Regions from separate parts of the Mus musculus genome. Here all the other regions are linked to region 3. Evidence: chromatin contacts called from public HiChIP or PLAC-seq and promoter capture Hi-C data. All regions are on one chromosome and are shown on one strand. The core of a region is the stretch at or near the end of the contact, and the rest is flanking DNA. Distances in the headings are between cores, read along the strand shown. Region 1 holds the start of Krt23 (keratin 23). Region 2 holds the start of Mlx (MAX-like protein X). Region 3 holds the start of Hap1 (huntingtin-associated protein 1). Region 4 holds the start of Vps25 (vacuolar protein sorting 25).

Region 1 (4,753 bases), core at 293-2,792, 860 kb before region 3:
TTCTTCACAGAGACGACCGCGCACTCTGTAGTTAAGGCAATTACGCACTTGGTTATTAGGCCGATTATTCAATAATTAGGGGTCATTACAAGGACAGATTTATGTTATCTTGATTGGTCCTTCCTACATTCAAGCAAAGATGGCTGAGCATTGTGAAATAATATGGTATTAATATTGGAAGCCTGCAATGGCCTTTCCGGGGGTGCGGGGGTTAAATCATGCTCCTTCATACAAAGGGAAGGGTTATAGCTTTAAGAACACAACTGTGAGATGACTGTCACCCCTCTGCTTGTATCCAGGCATCCCAGAAAGTAGAAGCTGAGCATCTTAGGTGTTTGACTGGGAAGCATGGTATTCTTTGGGAAGCCCATCTCTCCAGTTTTTAAATGCCCAATTTTACTATTCTCACCCCCCCACCCCCAGCAATATGCCTTTATCAGAAGTGTGACCCACTTTATCTTTTAGCAGTTCCTAGAAAAATATCCAGGGATGTCCACGATCTATCTGCTGCTGGAGAGACAGCTTTTTCCGCATGACCTACACAGTAGCGTAACTCAGCCTTTTGTTGATAGAGAGTCACACTGTCGTCAGGCCTCTGAGGTGGAGCAGAACTGATCTGATTTGGAAGCAAATTCTCTCCTGGGCCTTGTGTACCGAGGGTGCACCCTGCATAGCAGCCTTATCATTTCTGTGATGTCGTTGGATCTTACGTGATACTTGCACGGTGACAGGCTGTCTGACACTCCTAAGGCTCACATATTTGGTTCACCCCCCGCCCCACCCCCCCATGTTTTAAAGTGTGTAGAAAACCAGGCAGTTTTGCTGTTTAAAAGATAGTGTATAGTAAATCTGAAATGTTTGCTGTCTGGTTTCTACATCATTTGCAGAGAGGAAATTATTTTTATAAACAGATTTCCCCGAATCCATCCATACTTAAGCTATAGCAGTAAGATTTGGGTGAGCAGTACTTGAGCTGAGTTCTTTTTGCTGTTTGCCCTGGGAACTGCCATGCACACAGTCTGGTTCCCCCTCCCTCTATCCTCTCTGGGTATGGCAGTACCATAGCTACAGGGTCTCTCTCAGTGTCTTACCTGCTCCTGCAGGCGGCTGATGTTTTCCTCATACTGGGAATAATCCTTTCTGTGGCTGGGTTCTCTCTCCTGATGCCACCTTAGTATACGGGTTTCCAGCTTCGAGTTAGCCTCCTCTAGAGCCCGCACCTTCTCCAGATATGTGGCCAGGCGATCGTTGAGATTCTGCATGGTGGCCTTGCCATTGCCACCTAGCAGGGGACTGCTTCTTCCAGACCCCCATGATCCTCCAGGAGGCAGGCAGCCTGGCGTGGTGAAGGAAAGGGAGATGCGGACACCCCCTGCGCCTCCATGGACACTCGGTGCCCGATGGCAGCTCCCCTGCCGCCCCCGGGTGCTTCCGAGGCTGTGGACAGAGGCCGAGTAGGTCTGGTTAAAGCTGTGGCTGGAGTTCATGGTCCCATCTGTGTATGGAGCAGGGCTATCTCAGCTCTCTGACGCTCACAGGACTGAACTGCCTCAGACTGCTTGAGATGGTTTTATGCCCTTTGCTGTGGGAGTTTCCTTCTCTGACAACTGTACCGACAAGATCCTATCATTGTGCAATGTGTGTTTCCTCTTGGTCAATCCGGAGGTGCCCCTGGGCCAACACACTCTGCTGTTGTTGTTTAGAACCACGTGAATATGCCAGTTACCACCTCCCTCCCAGTGGTAACCCGGAGGCGTGGCCCAGGCCACCAGGTGGGTAGCAGATCTCAGATGTCTTTCTAATCTCGCAGTGGAAAATTTCCAATGTACATTCGCCCAAAAAAGGTCAGATTAAAGTCCACAGTAAGACTGGTGTGGTATAGCTTTTCTTTTAAAAAAAACCAACCATTAATCTCTCTCACACACACAGTGCTCCAGATAAACCCTCTTACACCAGGATAAGAAAGACTTACAAGGTTAGAACCAGAACAAACCAGAATCTCAAGTCCTGGAGGAAATCTGCTCCCGTGCGGAAGGAAACAGAGAGGGCTCTGAATATCTGATTCCTTTGTGTCTGCTGCCGTTTGATGGAAAGTAATTTCAAAGGAATCACTCTTCAGAACAAACCCTCAATTACAGTCGTAATTAATTAATGAATGACTGGCCTTCCGCTTCCAGGATGCCTTTGATCCCAGCACACCTCAAAACCAAACAAGCCAGCCTGTGCCTGGGATGTCCCTGGGCTCCAGGGAGGAAAAGATGGCTTTGCTATTTGACCAGTAGCCCTGGGCAGTCTCTGTTTTTTTTGGTTGAGTCCCCGGACCATTGACCTGTATGCGATCTACAGCAGGGGCTATGAAAACAGGAAGCCCGTCGTGGTGGTCTGACATGTGTGATGCATCTTAACTTTCTGCCAAGGCAGAGGTTGAGAGTGAATAATGATGTAGTTTGGGGCAAGGGCTCTGTGCTGGTTACTGGTGACTCCATTTAAAGATGACGTAGAAATAAGCTGTCAGGGTCTATGGAGATAGTTCAGAGGGTCAGGGTCCTTGCTGGGCCAGCCATGCACACAGTCTATGTGTATCCCCAGAGTCTATGTGTGGTGTTGCTATTACACCTTTCCGTTGTTGGTGTGAGTGCAGAGACAGGAGGGTCTCTGGGGCTTGGAGCCCACCAGTGTAACTCCTGGTTTAAGGAGAGACTCTGTCTCAGTGGAATAAGGTAGAAGGTGACAGAGGAGGACACCCAGTGACCTTTGCTGCTTTCTGGTGTGCTCATCCTCTCCCACCCCCATGCTCACAAACATGAGGCACACATACATACGAAACAAAAAATAAAATGTCAGTTATCAGAAGAGACTTTGGTGTCACTCTTCAATGCCACCAACTGCACAGATCAGGGAAAATGAGGCCTGTATGGGATATGGGGAGGATGAACTGAGTTAGGGAAGCCACATAGCACTGCTATCAGTCACAAAGAGGTCCTGTACAGGACCATAATGGTACTTCTTCCATAATGGTAATGGACCTTCTCTGCCTCCTAGACATTGTTTAATCCTTATAACAACTATTGGGTTGTGTGTGTGTGTGTGTGTGTGTGTGTGTGTGTGTGTGTAGGGGGCTACTGAGAATGGAGCCTATAACCAGGGGTAGGCAAACACTGCCCAGTTATAATACACTTTGCTGATAAAGGACCAGGGGTTCGCAGAGGTGAGTGATTCGAGGCTATTTGCATGTGCAGTGTAGTTGAGTACAAGACTTTGTCTCTTCCTTGCAAAGATAGGTTTGAAGGTTGTTTCCTTCAATAATCATTTTCTGAATTCTCTGGAATGAATTTGGTGCCCTGCCAGCAGGGCATGACCTCATCTAGATCCAAGGTCTTCCTACAGAATGGGCCACTTGGTATCTCTGCTCTGCTGCAGAAGCCAGAACCACCACAGGGTCCAGGAGTTTCTGTGCTTAGTGAGGATCGTTATTACTCTTTCCATACTTGAGGCAGAGTCTCATGTAGCTGGGGCTGACCTTCAACTTGCTGTGTAGCTGCGGAGGGCCTTGAACTTATGATTCTCCTGTTTCTGCCTCTTGAGTGTTATAGGCACACATCGGATGTTCTTTATGTAGTTCTGGGAGTAAAGTCTCAGAGCGTTTTACACAGTAGGCAAGACCTCTACCAGCCAAGCCTGGTCAGACCATCTCACTACTGATCACACCACACTGTACATTGTTTCACGCCCCTGAGACTGCAGCCTTTTGGGATGCAGGGTTGAGTCTTCCACCTTCTAAGTACCACTGCTTGGTCAGAGCACTGGAATACTGAAAGCTTTTCATGAATGGTGTTGTTTCATAAACTCAGTATTGATGTTTTCTAGAGTTAGAATTTTAACTCGGGCCCTTCCATACCATTTTCTCCTAGCCCTGTGAGGTGAATAAACTCAACTTAGGAAAAGCCAATCCAATTATTGCCCATTCCAAATATAAATAAAACCATTGAATCACACCAGACCTGCTCTTTCTGCATCAAAAACTGATCAAAGAATGACCCTGGATTTTCCTTATGTCACCACCAAACTGCTGCAAAGCTATAGTTGTGACTGCAGAAAGTTCAGTGGTTCTTAGAAGGGGAGCTTGGGACTGCTTATGTCCCCCAATGAGAAAAGAAGAAAAAAAGGTAGTGCTTTGCTTCAATGTCCCTCCCAAAATTCACACTGGGATTTTTAATTTGTACTGTAAAGTATGCAGAGGTGGCACCAAGTGAGACTTTTAGTGGCTCTGCCTTCACAGATGGATGCATTTATGTATCAATGGGTTGGTTGGTTAGCAGGTTATCCTGAGAGTGAATCTCTTATAAACTGCAGTCTGGCTCCATCTCTGGTTCCCCTCACCACATGATAACCTGTCCTTCAGCAGGACTCTCCAGAGAGTCCCCACAGGCAAGACAACCCTCACCAAATGTGACATGACACCTCAGGCTTGAACTCCATGGGCTCTCGAATGGTAAGAAATGAACCTCTAAGCTATTCTGTTATACTAATAGAAAAAAAGACCAAGAGAGATGGAGAGAGGCAGTTAGTGGAAGTGTTGTCCTTTGAATCTGAAATGTCCCTCAAAGGCTCAAGTTTTGAATATTCCCAACTGGTATGGCTGTTCTGGAAGGCTGGGCGACCTTTAGGTAGTGGGAATAGCTGATGGGAAGAGGCTACGGTGAGAAGGCACTGGAAGGTTACTCCTCACAATAACCTCCCGGATTTTAGCCTT
Region 2 (4,865 bases), core at 380-2,879, 730 kb after region 3:
TTAAGCCGCAACACCCTCTGGGATCTTCCTTGGCCCCAGGCAGACCATTCACCACCTAGGACAGCATTTGGTGCGCTGACAGGCAGCAAGCGCAAGGTGCTGCTGGCAGTGACTAGTATCTCCTCACAGGAAAAACTCTGTGTGTAATCGATGCTGCTATGCTGCTTGAAGCTGGCTGGCAGAGTATGGTACACGAGGTGTGGACCGTCGTCATCCCTGAGACTGAGGTATCTGGACCCCACTGCACCCCATCTGAGCCCACTGCAGACGGTCTCCTGCTCTGATCCAGTAGACTGGGCTAGGACCCTTCCTGACCCGTGTGTCATCCATTGCCCAGGCTGTTCGACGCATTGTTGAGAGGGATGGACTAAGTGAGGCAGCCGCTCAGAGCCGGCTGCAGAGCCAGATGAGCGGCCAGCAGCTGGTAGAGCAGAGCAACGTGGTTCTGAGCACCTTGTGGGAGTCACATGTCACACAGAGCCAGGTTGGTGCAAAGGGAAAGACTAGGTTAGGTTGTGGGGAGGGAAGGTTCAATGGTTAGCTTTTCTGACCTTGCCTTTTCTTGTATCATTCTGGCCTGGCCAAAGGTGGAAAAGGCGTGGAATCTTCTACAGAAGCGCCTCCCTAAGGCTTACCAGACCAGGAACTGACAGTGGATTTTCTATGGCGCCAAACTGGCCCTTGAAACTAACAAATCTAATGGTGAGGAGAAATGGGGGCCTTGATGTTTACCCTCTATCTGGCCTCAGGGGCTTTAAGCTAAGCTGTGCAGGACACAGAGAAGCTTGGAAGTCCGCCTAGCATGCTGGAATTTGTCCAGCAATGAGGACACAGCTAATGGGGAGCGATCCGCTCTGAGGTTCTGTCCGCTTTTTGGTGGTGGATGTGATGTCTACCTAGTGTTGATGGGTTTGGTGAAGTCTGGACCCAGTAACTGAATTAAAGATGTTTCCAAGTGCTGCTTGTGTGGTTTTCTGTTTCCTCTCCAGTGACTCTAGATACCTTTGGAACGTTAGACTCCAAATTCAGGGGCAAGGTCTGAGCTGGAAGTCAAGGAGTGCTGTAAAGTGTAACCTATCAGTGACTAGTTATGTGCTTTTGAGTATGTTATAGACTTTACTGTAAGCTTAACTTAAAAGGCATTTTTATAAGACTTAGCGTCCTGCACCTGCTGAGTGTTGGGAGACCGATGCTGGAGGTGGCTTTGTGCCCCCTTAGATCAGATCATGTGATGTAGGAGAAATTCTTGACCCAGCAGCAATTGCCAGGCGGACCAGCTGTGCGCGTGCGTACAAGGTGTCACACTGTTCAGACAGATGCTAGTACTCTCACTCGGGTTCTACCACTAAACTAATTACACTTCTAGCCCCTCTGACAATCTTTTTGGAGGTGCTCCATTGCACAGAAAATCGCCACCATTGAAGATTCTCATTCGGAGGCCAGTGGGGACCCTTAGGGGCTGACATTGCCTACATTAAAGCGAATTGGCCAGATTTAGCCTCCTCCAACATTCAGTTAAAAACTGGAGCGGCGCAAGCGCAGCGCTATCACACCGCTCACGACTACAATTGCGGATTGGTGGGTTGGATCACGTGACTGAGCCTCGCCTCTTCCTGGAGGTTGGGGGCCAGTCCGCTGGCTTGTTTCCGGTTCGGTAGGTTCACGATGACGGAGCCGGGCGCCTCTCCGGAGGACCCTTGGGTCAAGGCAAGCTTCGCGGACGCGCACGCCGGCGAGGGGAGGGCGGGTCGGGCTCGTGCACGTAGGGGGTCCGGAAGACGCGGGGCTCCCCAACTATCCCCAGAGTCTCCCCTGCTGTCCGGGGCCCGGGGCTGCAGAGAAGACAGCTCTCACCCGGCCTGTGCCAAGGTGGGGAGACAAACGGGCGTGTGTGCGGGAACGAGGGGGTCATAGCTGGGAGATGGGGCGGGGACGGTAGGAGCATACAGAGGGGGCGACGCCCCCCTAGGCCCAGCCAAGGCTTGGCTTAACCATTCAGTGGTCCCTGCACCTGTGGTATGAGCTTTCGCGGATTGCGCGTGCCTTCCTAGAGGCAGAGGTTTGACAGGCTTCTCCCTTGCTTGGTGCTGCAGGTCGAGTATGCCTACAGTGACAACAGCCTGGATCCTGGTGAGTGCCTTCTCCATTGTCTGCGGGTCAGGAATGACTCCTGGTTCGGCTCTGTAGATTCTTATGGTCTTGCCAGCCACACCTGAGCACAGTCCACTGTCACTGCGCCAAGGACTTGGCTTGAGAAGTGAGGGTGGAGCTGGAGAATAGGCAGGAAGCAACCATGGTCACACCTGGTTCCTCTGCATTAGAATGGGAAATGATGGAAACAGTGACAGCTGGTCATAGTCACTGCATCCAGATGCTCCTGTGTGAGCCAGAAATAAGTCCTCTGGGCAGTGTAGACCCTGGGACAGGAGCATTTCAGCATGAAATGGAAGGCCTGTGGTGACTGGCTTTGGAGTTGATGGCGAGAGGTCAGCATTTGAAGCCATTGTGCCCATAGGTGACTGAAGGCATGGCAGTGTTCCCCAATCCTTAGTGACTTGAGGCCTCTTTTTTCCAGGGCTTTTTGTAGAAAGCACCCACAAGGGGAGTGTAGTGTCCAGAGCTAATAGCATCGGCTCCACCAGTGCCTCTTCTGTCCCCAACACAGGTAGGCAGCAACATAGCCCGTCGCACACCTGGGGAGACTTAGCTCTTCCATCATTTTAGTATCTTTCCTAGATAGGGAGCTCCGCTCTCCATATGGGGGTGGCAGGAACAGTGCCAAGCCCGAGGCTCACTGTCTTTCACCTCATCAGAGATTAACTAGGTTCTTTCTATTCAACATCTCTGGGCACCAGGTCCTTCCAACTGGGGAAGGGTGGGCGAATTGGATTTAGTGTACTGTAAAGTGATCTCTCCTTCCTCCATCTCTGAGTTTAGATGATGAGGACAGTGATTATCAGCAGGAGTCCTACAAGGAGTCCTACAAAGACCGGAGGCGGCGTGCGCACACTCAGGCTGAACAGAAGAGAAGGGATGCTATTAAGGTGACTGGAAGCCTGTACCCAGGGCAGCAGGGAAGGACCCTGCCCTGACCCTTCAGCCCCAGATGTCTGCAGGGGTGGGGTGGGGTGGGGATGCTGGGCTGGTTCTATGCCTGCACCTCTTCCTTCCAGCCCTCTGTGCTTTGAGTCTGAGCATGGAACTGGTATCAAAAGTGTGCGCTAGCCTTTGCTGTTCCTGAGCTAAGGAACCCATTTCCCTGCTATTTCCAGAGAGGCTATGATGACCTTCAGACCATTGTCCCTACCTGCCAGCAGCAGGATTTCTCCATTGGCTCCCAAAAACTCAGCAAAGCCATCGTTCTACAGAAGAGTATGTCCAGGCAAGGGGTGGGGCAGGGGGGGTAGTAGTGTCTGTGAAGTGGCTAGGACCTGGTCGCACCCAGGTGTGGTCGCCTTAATGGAAAAGTTGGTTTATAGGGGAAGGGCAAACAAAATAAGCCCTCTTCCTGGTTCAGACTTCCTCAGTGCTCAACCCTTCTCTTGGCTCCTACTCCAGCCATTGACTACATCCAGTTTTTACACAAGGAGAAGAAAAAGCAGGAGGAAGAAGTATCCACACTGCGCAAGGACGTCACAGCCTTGAAGATAATGAAAGTGTAAGAGGGGTGCTGAATTGGGGGCTGGGGGGCTGAGGTCAAGTGCACTCTTGTTCAGAGGCTATGTTGGAGAACACATGTAGGTGACCCAGCAAGGAAGTCACTGTAAGACACAGCTGACTGGCCCACCAGTCTTGTACATATAACAGACATATAGGACGTAAATACCCATCAAGGTAAGAGTTTCTCACTGTTTCTGACTTAGGCTCGTCTATCCAGCTGATAACGAATGCATCCCCACAGGTGCCTAGGAATCCCCTTATGGCATGGCCAACTGGATTATCCCTCCATACTTTTCAGGTAGACAGCTGCCATAGCACCTCAGCCCTGTTTGTTTGCATGCTTTCAGGAACTATGAGCAAATCGTGAAGGCACATCAGGACAACCCTCATGAGGGAGAGGACCAGGTCTCTGACCAGGTCAAGTTCAACGTCTTTCAAGGCATCATGGACTCCCTCTTCCAGTCTTTCAACGCCTCTATCTCTGTGGCCAGCTTCCAGGAGCTCTCAGCTTGTGTCTTCAGCTGGATTGAGGAACACTGTGAGCCACAGGTATGTGGCAGGTGGGGTCATGGTGCCTGAGGTTCTCTTACCATACTCCAGGAAAAGTGTAGCTGCCTTTGGGTTTCTGTCTACAAAGCTTAATACTCTGTCTTTGCTGCCTAGCCCAGTGAAGGTCTCAGCTGGCAACCAGGATGTGAGCATTCAGTGCCAGGTCCAGCTTTAGCCCATGTCATTGGTGACTCATTAGCTACCCTGTCTACTCCTTGGCTGTCCTGTATGGAAGCCAACAGCTTGAAGTTTCTAGAAACATGAAAGTTTGCAGATTACAAGACACCCTCACTCCCTGTAGCCCCAGGATTTTTATTGTGCTGGCTTCTACTCTTGAGGCCTGCCGTTTTTTTCTCAGATTTTCCACTTTCTTTTATGTTTCTCAACATTTTCATTGTGAAATACTCTACACAAACACTGCAACAGTCAAGGACTGTTGGAGTGAACACTCATACCCAGCATGTCAGTTATACCAGTGACACACTCATCTTTGTCTGCATCTTAGTTCAGGGATTTGGAAATTAAAAGTAGGCAACACTCCATTTCAGGGACCTTTTTTCCTTTACAAAAATTATTTTATGTACATGGGTATTTATTTTGTCTGCATTTATCCATGTGCTACATGTGTCTGCCTGATGCCAGAGGCCAGAAGAGGG
Region 3 (4,959 bases), core at 1,016-3,515:
CAGCAGGCCCATGCCCATTTATAAACGAGCAACTGAGGCTCAGAGAACGGATGATCCCGGGCACAAAGGCCGAACACGTACGGCTTGGGGGCACCATAGGGGTGGTCGTGCTGCTGGTCTTGATCCCTCTGTCCTTCTCGTTCCTCCTCTTCGCCCTCTTCCTCGTCTTCCTCGTCTTCCTCATCATCATCGTCATCAGAGTCTGAGTAGAGCTGAAGAAGGTCATCTCGCAGGTTCACCTGCTTCCGGAGATGTAAAATCTAGGGCAGGGGAGAGAAGCCACGGAAAGATGAGCACAAGGGGGCAGAACGGGTGCTAGTCTGGGGAGGGGACACACGGAACTCTCCCTGGTCCTTAGGAACCCAGATACCTCCTCCCTGGCTGAGCCCAGCATGGTTTCCAGCTTATTATTCTCCTCCATCAAGACACTGTTCTGTTTCACCAGGGACTGGCCGATCCGGGCGGCTGTGTTCAGGTCCCGTTCTTTCTGCAAAAGAAGAGCCAACCATTCCAATTCCTTCGAAGTTTCCGGGACCTCCCAAACAGGAGGGAGAAACCAGGGCTAGGTCACAAGAAGACTATCTCTCCAGCACCCAGTCATCCAAGTACCAAAGACTATTAACCATCTCCTGGGTCTGATAAGATCAGTCCAGATTGGTCCTCTGTAATCTACTTGCCTTCCAGGAAAGGGGCCTTCAAGTTGGCTCCCAGGCAAGAAGAAAACAGACAAAAGCCCGAAGTCCTGTAGGGCAGAGTTAAAATGAGGGCTGGCCTGAGTGAGGAAGGCGGTACCCACCTCTTCCAGCAAATACAACATCACTTTGACATCATCTTCGGTGATCTTCTTCGTGGGTGGTGGATTAGGACACAACGCTGCAGGAGGAAAGGCCCAAGTGGGTCAGGGAAAGGAGCCGAGGCTGCCCATAGACCACTACACCCCTCACAACAAAGATTGTGAGACTGCACTCCATCTGGCCCTAACACCCTCTCCACAGCTCCGGATCTCCCCACTCCTGCTTTCTCAGGAGGGGCCTGGATGCTGTAAAGGCAAAACCATCCTCTGGGCTCAGGAACTGGACTCTCAAGACCCCTGGGTCTCTGGGCCCCTCGAGATAAGAAGTCAGGGAAAATACTGGGCTCATCATGCCCACCCCCAATCGGCATCTTAGCCATCACTGGAGTCTCCTCGATCATAAAAACAAATGCAGTCACCCATCCTAAACCTGTTGCTTGTCACAGGAGGGCCAAGTAGACTTCTTCAGCACCCAGAAGCGGGCACCTGAGCCTAAAATTGCCCCCGCCCAGAAGAGGAGGGACAGAAGCCCAGTGCCCCGCCCACTCCTCCCTCTTCATTCCAGCTTCGGAAAAGTACGACCCAGACCCCCTGAGGACAAGTAGTGGTCAAAGGCTCCCCTACACACACACCTCTACCCACCCACGCAGGCTGGTTCCTGCGGGCTAGCGCAGGCTCAAAGCGCACCCGCAGCCCCCGCCCCTCTGCTGGCACTGCGGTAGACGGGGAGGGGGCACTGAGAGTGCGCAGATCTGCCACAGCAACAGGCGCGAAGAGGCGGGCGGAGAGCGCGAGAGAGCTCTGGACCTGACGCACCCACAATAATCGGGAAACCGGAAAAGGGGGGGGGGGAGATGGGGAAAGAGAAACCAAACCGGCACCGCAGACTGTGGTCTCGCGGGGGTGGTGGAAAGGTGGAACTAAGAGCCACAAGGGGGCGGGGCGCCTGAGTCGGTGCACCCCCTCCTACCTGGAGATGCCCAAATAGTGCCCAATGCGGGATCCCCGAGACTCAGTTTACCTTCCTGCAGCTCTCGAATAAACGCCGCACGCTCAGGGCCGGACACGCCGGGCCTCCGGCCGATGTACGCGGCTGGTGTCTTCCAGATTCCCTCGGCCTTTCCAGTGCCCAGGCCAGTGGCCCGGGGACCGTAAGGCCCCTGGAATACGTAGCGGGTCCATGGTGCGTCCGAATCACCAATGATCATGGACCGACAAAAGCTTCCTGTCTTGGTTCGGGATCCTGATTTTTGTCCGGACCCGGTTCCCTGCGCTGGAGCAGGTTTGGGCTCCGCCGAGGGCTCCGGAGCGGGACCAACTGCAGGCTGGGTCGTGGGGGTGCCTGCTGCTGGGTCCCCCGACCCTGTCCCGTCTCCCGCACCGCTCTGCACCTGCTCTTTCGGGCGCATCTTGACTCCGCAGTCCGCTGCCGCAGCCGGGGCTTTATAACCTGTGCTCGGAGCGGGCTCCACTGGGCTGTACCACGCGTGGCGCTAGGGGTGACCGTTGATCAGTTAGTGGTGCCGAGGACTCAGGATCCTGCAAGAAAGCAGCCAGTGGTGACGAGATAGGAAGTAAATAAAAGAAGAAGAAAGAAAGAGATGAACTAGTGCCTAGCTTATTCCGTGGGGTCGAGTCCACGGTGATGGATTTCTCTTCCCTTCCATCTTCTGAGAATGGTTCTGTCCAAAGCCGCCGCTTCCCTGGACTTGAGTAGAGGGACCCGTAGCTTCTGCCTAGAAACAACCCCCCCTTCAGCCCCCCGCGCGCGCTCCCGCCACCCCAGCTTCCAGGGGCTTTCTGTGTTGCCCTACCCAACATTGTGTACAGACCGAGGTGACCTGAGAATCGAGGCAGTACGCCTGTGCCTTCCCAGGTAGACTAAGCGAGAAATCCAAACTCCGGTATGGCTTTCAACGTGTTGCGTGTCATCCACAGGTCCCTCTCACTCTCGCGCTCGCCCCTGGACGTCTTCCATCTTAGTGCGTTCACTCGTTCTTTATTTCCAACCCTAATTCTCAAGCCCTACAGTCCAAGCAAGCACCTGTTCTGTTCTTCAAACATTCCAAAAAGAACATCTTCGGAGGGGATCCTGCTTAAATGTTTCGCTGTGACGACTCTTCAAGATCCCCGTGTACACACACACACACACACACACACACACACACACACACACACCAAAACATCCGTTATCCCAGGGTCTGAACTGATCGATGTCGGTCTCCACGACTTTACCCGTGCTCTTCAGCTCATGGACGGACGTATGCTCCCCAGAAAAATGGCTACTTTGGAAGCTGGCTCTCAGTCCTGAATGAACTGGTTTAAGGGGTGGGAGCTAGGGAGGGCAGTAGCCATTTCTGTGCTTTTAGACTGGGAGACAGGCTAAAGGGAGATGGATGACTCATGGACTCAAGTCTCAAAATCGTTCTTGATGTTCTCCATTCTCCACCATCCTCCAGTGGACAAGGCTATTGACTTTACGTTTTTTAAAATATTTATTTATTTATTTTTTATATCTGGTGTATGAAGGTGTCCATGTCAACATCAGTTGTTGTCCGTCCCTTGCCACCTTATTTTTTGAGACAAGGTTCCTCACTGAATCTGGAGTTCAGCACTTTGACTAGACTGTCTGGCCAGCGATTCCCCAAGACATCCACTTAACTCCACCCTACCCCTCAGCCCCGGGGTTTACAGACAGGTGCCACCATACCAGACCTTCATGTGGATGCTAGGGATCCAAACACAAGCCTTTATGTTTACACGCAGACCGAGACAGTTTACACATGCGCACACACATGTATGTATGTATGTATGTATGTATACACACACACAGACATACAGTTTTATTTGTGCATATGAGTGTTTTGCTTGCTTGTATATCTGGGCACCACTACCATGCCTGTTTTCCACAGAGGCCAGAAGAGGGCATCGGATCCCCTGGACCTGGAATTACAGATGGCTGTGAACTGGGAGCAGAACCCTGAAAGAGCAGCCTATGTTCTCACCCACTGAGCCATCTCTCCAATCCCCAACACGCCCCAATTTTGTTTTGCTTTTGAAAGAGGGTCTCACTCTGTAGTCCAGGCTAGCTTAAAATTCACTATGTTGCCTAGGCTGGCCTCAATTCTCTTGCTTCAGACTTTCTTGAGCTGGAATTACAAGTCACACCCAGCTTGAATTTGCCTTTTAAATACCCCTCAAACATAGCTAGTTCCAGGCAGCCAAGGTTACAGAGCAAGACCAGACCTCTAAAAGAAAACCTTAAGTTCTTTTTTTTCTTTTTCTTTTTCTTTCTCTTTTTCTTTTTCTTTTTTCTTTTTTTCTTTTTTTAGTTTTTTGAGACAGGGTTTCTCTGTATAGCCCTGGCTGTCCTGGAACTCATTTTGTAGACCAGGCTGGCCTCAAGCTCAGAAATCTGCCTGCCTCTGCCTTCCAAGTGCTGGGATCAAAGGCGTGCACCACCACCGCCCAGCATTAAGTGCTTTTCAAATGTTCGCATTCTGTACCAATGGTCTATTTTGCAAGCAGAGTGTTCCTCCCTTCTTCTCAGATTGTTGTGCTAGCCAGCCTCTCCCTATACCCCAACACACGTCCCACACACCTGTCTTACACCATCCTGGGTCCAGGTACATTCTAGCTTCTGGCCAGAGGTGTACATGTACTGTACATCCACATTGCTGTACAGGTCCAAACATGCACACACACACACACACACACACACACACACACACACACACACACACACACACCCATACATGCACACACACAAATACACACATTAGAATAGGTACTCAATATGTGTGTTGGATGAATACACACCAGGCATGCATGCGATGCACAGCCCTTCATCCACACATTTATCTAAGCTAAAGAACTCTGGCACCACTTCTTCCCAGCATCCTTGTCTGAGCTATAGACAGGGCTGATTCTCAAGGTCTTTGCCTAGCAAAGCATCTCCTAACGCATTCAAGGTCAGGTTTCCACACAGTCCAGACCAATAAAGACAACCCAGAAAGAATCAATGTGCCCTTCCATCAGTACCCACCCTGTCAAGAGGCACTGCCATTCCACTATGACTTTCTACCACAGGTGGTAATGTACGTCTGCAATCCCAGCCCCTGGGAGTGAGGTGGAAGGATCATGAGTTCAAGGCCAGCCTGGGCTCC
Region 4 (4,829 bases), core at 695-3,194, 900 kb after region 3:
TCATGAGGGGGTAAAGGAGAGAGAGGTGTTAGAGATAAGTCAGACTTTGACCTTCAGAACTGACCTAAGGGGGGAAAATGTAGGGGGCTGAAAAGATAGCTCATAGATTAAGATCAGTCACTGCTCTTACAAAGGACCAAAGTTCTATTCCATTTAAATAGCCATGTCAGGCAACTCACAATCACCTGTAATTCCAGCTCCAGGGAATCCTCTTCTTGTCTCCAGGAGCACTTGCATAAATGCATATATACATATAAATAAAAAGAAATTAATACCTTCTTTAAAAAGAAAGAAGGTGGGTCTAGAGAGATGGCTTAGCAGTTAAGAGCACTGAGTGCTCTTCCAGAGGTCCTGAGTTTAATTCCCAGCAACCACATGGTGGCTCAAAACCATCTGTAATGGGATCTGATGCCCTCTTCTGGTGTGTCTGAAGACAACTACAGTGTACTCACATATCTAAAATAGATATATCTTTAAAAAAAACAGACCATGGACACAGCACACACATGTAATCTCAGTTCTCAGAAGGTTGAGGCAGTGGGATTAAAGGCTGAGCTCTGGGATAAAGGTGTGCTCAGCTAACATTTTTTTTTTCTTTTAAGATTTATTTGTTTATGTATGTATATGAGTACACTGTAGCTGTCTTCAGACACACCAGAAGAGGGCGTCAGATCTCATTACGAGTGATTGTGAGCCACCATGTGGCTGCTGGGATTTGAACTCAGGACCTTCAGAAGAGCAGTCAGTGCTCTTTACCTGCTGAGCCATCTCACCAGCCCTAACATTACTTTTAAATAGAAATAAAGTGAGCTACACAGAAAGGGAGGGAGGCATGATGATAGTGATATCCGGAAAGAAATTGAAAAATTGAGGCAACACGTTACTTGTAAAGGAAGAATGGCAGTTTTGAGTTCAAAAGGCAAAGGAAGAAAAAATGGGGAGGAGCTTTGGAGCTATGAATTAAACATTGTGACAGAGAGAGATTAAGGGATTCTCACAATAATTCTTCAGGGAACAGAAAGATAGACACAGGCGGACTATTTTGAATGAGGATAACAGGGAATCAATGAAAACAGCCCAGCTTCTTCTCGCTCTTTAAAGGTGAGCATCTCCTAGCAGCCCAAGGTCAGCCTTCTTTTCAATACACCTTTTGTTTAGTGCTCTTATCCCTTAAATGGGTTCATATTGCATGTCAGGTCAGAAGACTCCCAAACTTGTATTTCTAGATCCAACAAGGCTCCCCTGAGAGTCCAGTAGTGAGATTAGTCAGCGAGCCCGGGACTCAGTAAACATGTTCTGGTTGGTCTTCAGCAATTTTCCACAGCTCAGCAGTGGAAGTACTGTTGGGAGAATGGAAACAGTAATTCTGGTTTGGGAACTGACCCGTAGTTTAGGCAGGCAAAGGGACAGATCTGACTAGTGTAGGCTGGGTATGAGTCAGATGAAGCCAAAGGGATTCCAAGTCTGGGGTCTAGAAAGGAAGAGGTTAAGAGCTAAACGTTAGTTTTGATTCTTTGAAAAAAGCAATAAGTTTTGATTCTTTGAAAATCGCGTATAGCGATGCAAACCACACAATATGCTCCCATGATCCTACAGGAAATTTAAGAGTGAAGTCAACCTGGGTGGGAATGCAGGAAATTTCGGCATCATGAGTTTAAATTGGCAACCGACACGAAGGTGAAGCCTCCAGATGTGGATTCTAACTTGCGTTCGGCTGACCTCGCAATTTGCAGAGGGAAACTACGTGTCGTCGTCCCCCCCCCCCCCCCCCGCCCCCGTTTCCCTCTGTTTAAGCGACAAGACCCAGAACTCCTGCGCTTCATGTTGAAGTTTTTCTTTAGACAGCAGCAGATTGGTGACAAGAACCGTTCCCATCCCACTGCGGCGCCTCCCGAGAGGAGTCCGGAACCTTTCTGCTGTGCTGTCAGCCCGGACATGCTGAGGCGGAGACCGGAAGCCCCTTGTCGGTTCCGGGTTTTCTGGGCTACTACGATGGCGATGAGTTTCGAGTGGCCGTGGCAGTACCGCTTCCCGCCCTTCTTTACGTGAGGCTCAGACCCTGAGAAGCCCAGTGTAGCTCCCTCCCGTCCCCGGGGCCCAGGGCTCAGCCCTGATGATTCACTTGGGGTTCCGGGGGAGACGGGAGCTGCCGGCCGCCTTCCTGTCCAGCCAGCCCGTCACTGTCTCCCCCTAACGTGCTGCTAGGCTGGTGCTGCTGCCGCCCTCTTCCACGCTTTAATTCCTCGTCCTGCTCCCTTCGCCCGGCAGGTTACAGCCGAACGTGGACACCCGGCAGAAGCAGCTGGCCGCCTGGTGCTCTCTGGTTCTGTCCTTCTGCCGCCTGCACAAACAGTCCAGCATGACGGTGATGGAAGCCCAGGAGAGCCCGCTTTTCAACAACGTCAAGCTACAGCGTATCCTCCCTCAGGCTCTTCCATAGCCCACCCCCAGCCCCCACACACACGCACTCCCACACTTTTCTACATGCCCAGACTGCATCTCCCCACCTCCCTTTACCCACAGTAGGCAGGCTTCTATTCAACCTGGACTTGGGAAACAGCAAAACTAAATGGCAGATAATCATTTTATATGCACTTTTGCAGGCAGTGCAAGCTCCCTTTACCCTAGTTAATGAGTGCTGGGGTCTTTAAGTCCCAAGCTTTACACACTGGACCCTTTAAAACTATTTGAATCTCCTCTCTGTGAGCCTCAAATCCCAAACCATCTTTAATAATTTTTTTGACTTGCCCCACCTCTCCCAGGAAGTGAGGGTCATTTATTTTTGCTCTCTGATTCATAGGTAAAATTTGTGGAGAAAAAGGCACAGAGAATGAAGTAAAGGGTAACACCCTTTATTTTCTAAAACTCTTGCCTTTTATTTGAGACCTGATCTCTATAGCCCAGCCCAGCCTTGGACTGGTGATTCTCCTGTGTCCATCCCATAAGAGCTGGTATTACAGGCCTGTAACACACTTTGCTAGTTCTTCCTTCTAACTGGAAGTTTCTTTTTACCTCCTTTTCCAGAATATTGAGGAAATGCAAACATATCTTCTTCAAAAATTGCATGTATGTATGGCAGGGAAAGGAGGGGGCTAGATCATTCTTTATCGTGGGCCGAACTCCGAAAATGTTTTATTTAACCTAATTTACATGTAGGCCATTCCCTTAACCTTAAGCCAGGGAAACTTCCTGTGGAGTCAATTCAGATTGTATTAGAAGAACTGAGAAAGAAAGGTGGGTTCAGTTCTCAGATACCTGTTGGTTTGTTTGTCTGTTTAAAGATATATTTATTTATTTCATGTATATGAGTACACCATTGCTCTCTTAAGACACACCAGAAGAGGGCATCAGATCTCATTACAGATGGTTGTGAGCCACCATGTGGTTGCTGGGAATTGAACTCAGGACCTGTGGAAGAGCAGTCAATGCTCTTAACCACTGAGCCATCTCTTCAGGCCCCCTGGTTTTGTTTGGTTTGGTTTGGTTTGGTTTTTTTTTTTTTTTTTTTTTTTTTTTTTTTTTTGGTTTTTCGAGACAGGGTTTCTCTGTATAGCCCTGGCTGTCCTGGAGCTCACTTTGTAGACCAGGCTGGCCTCGAACTCAGAAATCCGCCTGCCTCTGCCTCCTCTGCTGGGATTAAAGGCATGCGCCACCACGCCCAGCTTGTTTTGTTTTTTAAATACTGTTTTTCACATGTCCTGTGGTATTTGCCTTCTTATATGTCTGTATGAAGGTGTCAGATCCCCTGGAACTAGAGTTACAGACAGTTGTAAGCTACCATGTGGGTGCTGGGAATTGAAGCCGGGTCCTCTGGAAAAACAGTCAGTGTTAACCACTGAGCCATCTATCCGGCCCCTCCCCTACTTTTTTTCTTCTTACTTGGGATTTTTTTTCCCCTGAGGGTACAACAGGGCAACTCTTCCTTTTAGTGACCTTTTTTTTTTTTTTTTCTTTTTTGTCTCTCTCAGCCTGAAGCCTCAAGTATTCTGAGATGGCCTAGTTCTCCCCCCACCCCCCACCTCCTGCCATCCCCACCCCCACCCCCTGTTAGTGTACAGAATTAAATTTCCTCTCTGGCCTAAGAAAGATAGACTAAGAAGAACAGGATGCCTTATAAGTAAGAATAGTAAAAATACTATTGTATCTCTTGTTCTGAAAGCAGAGGCTCGTCCCCTCTGCCGGGTGTTGGTATTTGCCTCTGTGCCTTTTTTAGAGCACGATGCTCTCATAAGTATCTGTTTTACAGGGAACCTCGAGTGGTTGGATAAGAATAAGTCTAGCTTCCTGATCATGTGGCGGAGGCCAGAAGAATGGGGGAAACTCATTTACCAATGGGTGAGGCCACCCTGCTAAGCCCTAGGCAGTGACCCATGGCAAAGAAGACTTGTTGCCTGTGCCCAACAGATAGCTGGCATCCTTAGATGCAGACCTGGCAAAGTGGGGAGTGGGCGAGAGAGGAAGCATGGGCCTCGCTGGCAACCATCCTTCTGTGATGCAATGCCTCTCCTGCACAAAATCTCTCTTTCTTTGGCTGTCAGAGGCCAGAGGCTACGTGAGGCCATGTTTAGAGAATGCAACACTGGGAACCTTGAGTGCTATTGTTGGCTGGAGCCTCTGGCCACAGGAGATAAATGGGGAAAGGAAGGGAGAGAAAAAAAAAAAAAAACCTGGGTTCCCTCTCCCACTGTGCGTCCATGGCGTTGTCTCCATGAATGCACCTTCTGAACCAGTGTGGGTGTGAGGACAGAATCCTCTGTCCCTCAAAGTCCTACTCACCACCAGCTCCAAACATTCCCAGGAGAGGAGGAGGGGAGGGAGCGTCAACAGCC

Evidence for each region. Promoter capture Hi-C pulls out the DNA fragments that hold promoters and counts their contacts. HiChIP or PLAC-seq counts read pairs in DNA pulled down with a chosen protein or histone mark.
Region 1: an H3K27ac HiChIP or PLAC-seq map of extraembryonic endoderm stem cells shows a contact between it and region 3, with 9 times the contacts expected there. The contact joins the promoter of Krt23 here to the promoter of Hap1 in region 3. A contact is called at or near these places in 3 of 39 promoter capture datasets (cranial neural crest, hippocampal neurons and liver) and 2 of 115 datasets of contacts at active chromatin or transcription factors (extraembryonic endoderm stem cells and pancreatic cancer cells).
Region 2: a FOXA1 HiChIP or PLAC-seq map of pancreatic cancer cells shows a contact between it and region 3. The contact joins the promoter of Mlx here to the promoter of Hap1 in region 3. A contact is called at or near these places in 2 of 39 promoter capture datasets (embryonic stem cells and hippocampal neurons), 1 of 484 Hi-C or Micro-C datasets (embryonic stem cells), 2 of 115 datasets of contacts at active chromatin or transcription factors (large pre-B cells and pancreatic cancer cells) and 2 of 9 other capture datasets (adipose tissue and liver).
Region 4: a contact with region 3 is called in a promoter capture Hi-C map of liver, with 3 times the contacts expected there. The contact joins the promoter of Vps25 here to the promoter of Hap1 in region 3. A contact is called at or near these places in 2 of 39 promoter capture datasets (liver and pre-B cells), 1 of 115 datasets of contacts at active chromatin or transcription factors (pancreatic cancer cells) and 1 of 9 other capture datasets (pancreatic islet).

What each region holds. Positions count from the first base shown.
Region 1 is chr11:99,491,578-99,496,330 of GRCm38.p6, forward strand. Krt23 (keratin 23) reads right to left here and starts at 1,543. Exons shown (of 8, transcript NM_033373.2): 1 at 1,092-1,543. The coding sequence starts at 1,487.
Region 2 is chr11:101,085,661-101,090,525 of GRCm38.p6, forward strand. Mlx (MAX-like protein X) reads left to right here and starts at 1,630. Exons shown (of 8, transcript NM_001159385.1): 1 at 1,630-1,707; 2 at 2,094-2,130; 3 at 2,576-2,665; 4 at 2,938-3,044; 5 at 3,273-3,372; 6 at 3,559-3,658; 7 at 4,008-4,209. The coding sequence starts at 1,666. It overlaps Coasy (Coenzyme A synthase), which reads left to right. Exons shown (of 10, transcript NM_001305982.1): 8 at 130-227; 9 at 338-484; 10 at 588-959. The coding sequence ends at 650.
Region 3 is chr11:100,353,876-100,358,834 of GRCm38.p6, forward strand. It overlaps Hap1 (huntingtin-associated protein 1), which reads right to left and starts at 2,266. Exons shown (of 13, transcript NM_177981.2): 1 at 1,815-2,266; 2 at 797-873; 3 at 371-487; 4 at 82-260. The coding sequence starts at 2,202.
Region 4 is chr11:101,251,763-101,256,591 of GRCm38.p6, forward strand. Vps25 (vacuolar protein sorting 25) reads left to right here and starts at 1,945. Exons shown (of 6, transcript NM_026776.5): 1 at 1,945-2,045; 2 at 2,269-2,414; 3 at 3,181-3,234; 4 at 4,247-4,335. The coding sequence starts at 1,993.